Regions from separate parts of the Mus musculus genome. Here region 2 is linked to region 1. A link is a contact called in public Hi-C data. All regions are on one chromosome and are shown on one strand. Each heading gives the region's core, a stretch centred on a gene start, on an enhancer-like site or on the middle of the called end of the contact. The rest is flanking DNA. Distances are from core to core; before and after follow the strand shown.

Region 1 (3,050 bases), core at 395-2,894:
TCAGCACACACTCCTTATCAGCTTGATCGCCCTTCTCCAGTGAGAGGATAGCTTGTCCATACCCCAGTGTTTCACTCAGTGGAGAGCACACAGAGTAACCATGAGTGTCAGGTGTTCTTGGGCTCAACAATGACTGAAATGAGTTGGTCAGTGGGTGCCAAAAGATGCTCTAGGCAGGGAGGTGAAATTGTCTGTGGCCATTAATAAATGTAGTAGTAACCATGTTGAAACAGTGTTCAAAGCAACTATTTACTCATTGTACTGAAATATGCAAAGCACTTTCTTAGGCATCTAGACATTTTTCAGAAATTTTGGAGTAAGGGAAATATATAGGATAATATGGAGCAGTAGAAAGAGATCAGGATTCTGGGCAAGTTGGGTCAGGTTGGGCCAACCAATACAATCCAATCATATAGACTTGGATGATGGTTATTTGGCTTCTCTGAGCCTTCCTCTACTTTTAAAAACAACAAGAGCGGTGTTGGCTTTTGTGGCGATTGAAAATTATGCGCATGAAGGACTGGTATATTGTCGATGTGCAGGGCTGCATTTCAGACAACTCTGGTGCAGTTTCTGCACCTCCAGGAGTTGGAAAGACAATGATGGGAAGGGTAGAAGGAGAGACAGCCTGGGCAAAAGGGCAGAGGAGGTGAGGAGGTGAGGAGAGGGGCAGGGGCAGAGGCAGGTGAAGAGAGGGGCGGCAAGGATGGCTCAGTGAAGAAGGAATGGGCAGATGAGAGGGGCACAGCAGGTCTAAGAAGTGGACCAGAGAGCAGAGGAAACTTAGGAAAGATTCCATGAGAAAGGACAAAGATAAATAAAGACCCAAGAGGAAGGGAGGGGAGGCCCTGATGCCCGGAGCTGGGATGGTTGTGGGCAGGGCACAGAGGCAAGAAAGAGGGCATCACCATTTCTCAGCCTAGTTATTGCCAGATGGAGGGGGAGAAGCTAGAGAAAGCAGAGAAAGCTCCACTCTTGCAGAGACAAAGGGATATGCTAGCCAGGGAGCTGGAGAAAAGCCTCAAGGGCAGTGGGCTGTGTTGCTGTCAGTGGCCCTGTGCCATTGATGATAAGTGGCAGGCAAGCGGGCGCCATTCTTGCCAGGGTCTGATTGGCTACGTGGCCTCCACAGTGCCACCTGTGCCAAGCCCACTGGCTCATGATCATTCCAAGCTGGGTACGCTTTCTAAGGAGCTCTGGGATCATGCAGGTAGAATGGGCCGGAACCAGAGCTTAGCCGGGTATAACCACGGCTCTGGCTTCTTTCCATCCTCTAGGTACACTGGAAAAGAAGGAGCCATTCTGTGGCTCAGACGTGAGACCTGGAAAAGATCTTAAAGGAATTTCAGAGCGTTAAGGGAAGTTAGAGCACACCCCAAGGCTTTGAAGAAAGCCTCCCTCCCCAGCATCCCCTATGGTCCCTCTGCACTGGAATGATAGTGTGTAGGGATTCAAGATGGTTGTCACGCCCCTTGGACCAGCCAAGCCTTGAATGCCACCAACCTTTCTTGAAATCAGCAGAAGTGTAAGGCTCTGCCTGCTGCCTAGCCAATTGGCTCGAAGAGGGGCTGCCATCTGGCACTAGGGGATCAGTGCTGAGGCCAGCTGGCACCCCGGCCAGTGTTACAGGCCAGCTGGGCCCCAGGCGAAGGCTGTTGCCAACTGGCATGAAGGCACAAGGTTCTCTGGCTCACCCCAGCTCTGCCACAGGCTTTGTGGTTATGCTTCCAGTTCCCTCCTTCTGGCAAAGACACATGAGCCAGATACTGCGATCTGAGGCATCCTACCGTGGCCTCGATGGTCGGAGGAAACCAGGTGTTAAGATTTTCACTCCTTCTGCATGCCACGAAAGGGAAGAACAGTTTTTTTTTGTTTTGTTTTGTTTTTTTTTGTTTTTTTTTTTTTTTGGTTTTTTTTTTTTTTGGTTTTTCAAGACAGGGTTTCTCTGTATAGCCCTGGCTGTCCTGGAACTCACTTTGTAGACCAGGCTGGCCTCGAACTCAGAAATCCACCTGCCTCTGCCTCCCGAGTGCTGGGATTAAAGGCGTGCGCCATCACTGCCCGGCTAAACAGTAATAATCCCACGTCTCACGTGGAGCCCAAAATAAAGCATCTCCGAGCCATCGTTTCTTTGGAACTTCACAGTGCAACACACTTTCTTCTTTCTGTTCTACAAGGGGAAACTGAGGCTTTGGTAAGGACGTGAGGCTGCCTAGCAGGGTGGTTTGTCTGGAAGTCAGTTCTCCTGATGTCAACCCTTCAAGGGAAACCTAGGAAAAGTACCTAAGAAGAGGTGGGGCCAGGCACAGTGGCTCACATCTGTAATCCCAGCATTCAGAAGCTGAGGTGTCAGAATACTCACGAGTCCCAGTGAGGTGCAGGCAAGCCTGAACTACAGTATGACATCCTCCCTCAAAAGATAAAATAATAAAACAAAAAGGAGGTCCAAGGAAGATAGGGGTGGGAGAAGACAGGAAGGATTGGGATTCTTGTCTATCACAGCCAGGAGATGTGGGAGAGGAGGGAAGGGAAGGAGCAGTCTCCCTGATGTGGATATGGGAGGCTGGACATCAAGTGGTACCACAATAAAGAGGCCACACAGAAGGAGCTGCAAGGACCCCCTATCTCTACCAAGGGCTGGTGGCATGTTCCTGGGGACCCAGCCACAGTGTACCAGGCCTAGGGAATACTCCTGTGTCCTTAAGGGTGGTGTGCATCCTTTGAGGGTCCTGAATGGCCTTTTTGAGAAACCATGAAAGCCCCTCCTTATGCTGGATCGCCTCTGTGGCCTGGGTCTGGTTCCATCCAGGATATTTCTCCTCTTTCTGTCCTCACACCTCAGTCTCTTGGGCACCAGCACTCGGGATGGGAGACAACACCTTTGGAGTGCAAGACCTGGGATGCTTCTCTGGCTCACACCTAGGGTGTCAGGCAAGGCTGTAGAGGGTCTGGGGTCTGGGGTCAGACAAGGTTTAGATGCTTAATCTGCCACTCATGTCTAAGAGTGACCCTGAGCCACCTTTCTCAATGCTGGTCAATAATCCAAACCT
Region 2 (3,050 bases), core at 300-2,799, 76 kb after region 1:
TCTTATAACTTAAAGATCAATAGTGTTTAAACTCCTTGAAATTCCAACGAAGTATGTGTGTGTGTCTTTTCTCGGAGAATTATTCATTGATGTTCATCAGACTCCCCCCAAAATCAATGTCAAATGCAAAATGATTCAAAAATTAAAATCACCAAATCTGTTATTCAGACCCCTCCCCACCCAGCTCCTGGGATCCAGTGAGAGGGATGTGGAAAAGAAAATGTCCCCTAAGCCTTCTGTCCCTCTCCAGCTTCTCAAGCCAGAGGCATCAGCAACACAGATCTCCAACAGCCAGGTGTGTCCAAGATGGCACTTGGCAGTGTCTAATGTATGAGCAGACAGATCTGAATCCTGGGCACTGCCCCAGCAAGAAGTCAGCCCAGTATTCCTATACTTAGGGCATGGGTCCTTCCCAGAACACCACAGGAATTACCCATGTACCCACCTTTCACCTGGACCTGTGTTATCTGGAAGCACTCCCACCTCAATGAAGAAAATTGGTAAAATACAGAATTTTTGTAAATAGGCTGGAGAATGTCTCACCATGGGTGTGGATATTCAGAACTCATGGTCTGTCTATGGGCCTAATTAAAATTACCCCATCCACTAATTCCCTCAAGAACCCTGAGGCTGAAAATGTGTTGGAGAACACATATATGCTGAGTCTGTTTTTAGATCCTCCCGCCTTGGAAAACAGAGCCCAGAAACCCCGAATCAATGTATCTGATTCAGGTACCTACATGCCTCTCAGGTACATAGCAGTCTCTGATGTCTGTCTTTGTAGTTTGAAACACCAGAGTTTAAATGGTCTTGAAATACATGAGGGTGTGGTCCCATTGGCCCTTCTATTTCGATGGCAACACAGAGAGTAAATGCGGGTACCCCTCTGCCACCCCAAGTTGTGGTCAGGATCAGGAATAGCAATCTAGAAGCCAAAGGGATGATGGGAGAAGACTTTATGACTCAAAGATGACACCCAGAGAGAGGACACAAGCTGTTATGTCTTAGACTCACTTCTGCTCATTTATTTACTTTGAGCCCCGAAGCCAAACTGCTGGGGTTCTGCAGGTGCTCTGCACAGATGGCAGGAGTTAAGGAAGTAAGAGGCTAACTTGGCCTCTTCAATGGGGATGAACACAGCCCAGTGACTCAGAATGACACTGTGGGAAACATCGATTTCCATCAGCAGCAAGAAGTAATTAAAACTGCTTCCTCTTTCAGAGTTCTTATAGAGATCAAGAACTCAGATCCATTATCCCAACAGAGATAACTGCAAGATAGAACTTCCTCTCAAGGTACATTTGCAAAGATGGGAATGTTCAAAACAAGCCTCCTCAGCCCTACAGGGAAAGAGGAAACAAACAAATGCAGCCCGTTGGCCACACAGGCTTCTGCCCAGCTTGTGTTGTTAAGAGGAAACTCAGGCTCAGAAACAGGGCAACCAGGTCCCGCCAGGCATACGGAAGAGATGCAAAAGGGTTGGAAAGTGTGTGTGCCTCTGTGTGTGTGTCTCCCGCTAAGTACTTCCTTCACTACACAGCTAATCCGATTAGCAGCTTTAGGAAGCTCCACAATGTTAATTCAAGAGCTCCATTCACAGAGAAGCTAGGCCCATGCCTGCCCAGAGCTCCTTTCTTCTCCCAGCAAATCAAAAGCGTACAGAGGGACTCTCCCTGAAGGATACACTCTTGCCTCCTGGCCCCACACACATCCAAATGCCACTGCCACATCCGCTGGTCAGCTAGCTCCCAGGGCTGGAGAATGGGCCCATCCAAAAGTGGAGAAGCGAGGGCTCTTTCCACGACACACCCAAATGTGGCCATTTCAACAGCACTGTCAGCCAGGTGACAGCCTGCAGCTGGCAGATGTCACCGGATAAAGAGGTGTCATAAAGGCACGCAGTTGCAGAGCTAAGCATGAGGCATCAGCTTTCTCTGGTCTTCAGTTCTTTGTCTGTAGAATGGGGGTTTAGAGCAGAGTGGATCAGAAGGCTGGACGGGAGGAAGCTCAGGGTGTGGACAGACACGATGTCATTGGGTTGGACAGAGGACAGAAGGGGAAGGGAGCCTGTCTCTGTAGACTGTGGATTGGGAAGCTTTTGGACAAGCAATGGGAACATCTGAAGGGGCTAAGGAGCAGGGCTGTGCTCCACCTGTGGCATCTTCCCCACAGGCTCTGCCTCCATCCCTGCATGTCTTCCTCCTCCATGTCCTGCGTCCTCTTCTTCTTGTGTGAAGATTCTGGTCACTGAATTTAAGGGTCCACTCTAAACCAAGAGGATCTCATCCCAAGCTCCTTAACTAACTAGATCTGCAAAGCACCTATCCTCTGGGTCACTTTCTGGAGTTCTATTAGACATGAATGGGAGGATCCCTATTCCAAATACTATAAAGTGGTACAGTGGCCAGGAAGATGATCTAGAAGCAGGATGTGGAGGGAGAGAGCTGAGGCAGGGAAGCTCATTAGGACTCAACTCAAACCTGTGGCCTAAGTGAACAGTGACGGGAGTCATCCCTACTGGGTGCCCAGAAGCCTTCGACGGCTTCTTATGGGCCCATGTAGAACACTGAATGGGCTCTCAAACAAGAGCATGGCTCCTCACTATCCAAACTGTTCTCCGCTCCTTCCTGATGACAGAATACAGCGGGATGGCCAGGGAAGGATGCAGCAAGCAGGGAGCCGGGCCACTGCCACTGAGTGAACTCGGAATGTGAGGACCTCCAGGACCTCTGGACAAAGAGCCCGGCTGGCCCACCTTAGAAGCAATTAGCATCCCTGTGTTCTAAAGCCTGGAGAGAAGCTCTCCAGCTTATAGAGTAAAACCAGAGAAGTGGCCTGTGGCTGCTCTGCAGTGCCAGCCTTTTCTCTATTGCCCCATGCGGGGACTTCAGCTCTCTCCTGCTGGACCTCCCCTCTCAGCCTCCAAGAAAGGAAACTGCATTTATCAAAGTGTAGAGACTAGGTAAGCTACAATAAAGACTGCATCCTTCCCAGAATTTGAACTAGCGAGACTGGCTTAAAGAATGGCTCCTTTACACTTATTTATGTTT

Evidence for each region. A called contact is a pair of places that touch in the nucleus more often than the background predicts.
Region 2: a Hi-C map of pre-pro-B cells shows a contact between it and region 1, with 1.8 times the contacts expected there. The contact joins two enhancer-like sites. A contact is called at or near these places in 12 of 484 Hi-C or Micro-C datasets (the AML12 cell line, bone marrow-derived macrophages, differentiating embryonic stem cells and 7 more), 1 of 115 datasets of contacts at active chromatin or transcription factors (embryonic stem cells) and 2 of 9 other capture datasets (embryonic stem cells and embryonic tail).

The regions. Positions count from the first base shown.
Region 1 is chr19:41,099,962-41,103,011 of GRCm38.p6, forward strand. All of the region lies in intron 13 of Tll2 (tolloid-like 2), which reads right to left. Among named protein-coding and RNA genes, the nearest start is that of Opalin, 24 kb to the left of the region's middle. Within about 2 kb of position 1,645, at least 34 of the 459 cell types and tissues checked have an H3K27ac peak or open chromatin away from gene starts, as enhancers often do. A contact at or near this core is called in pre-pro-B cells, where this site is marked.
Region 2 is chr19:41,175,947-41,178,996 of GRCm38.p6, forward strand. All of the region lies in intron 2 of Tll2 (tolloid-like 2), which reads right to left. Among named protein-coding and RNA genes, the nearest start is that of Tll2, 29 kb to the right of the region's middle. Within about 2 kb of position 1,550, at least 12 of the 459 cell types and tissues checked have an H3K27ac peak or open chromatin away from gene starts, as enhancers often do. A contact at or near this core is called in pre-pro-B cells, where this site is marked.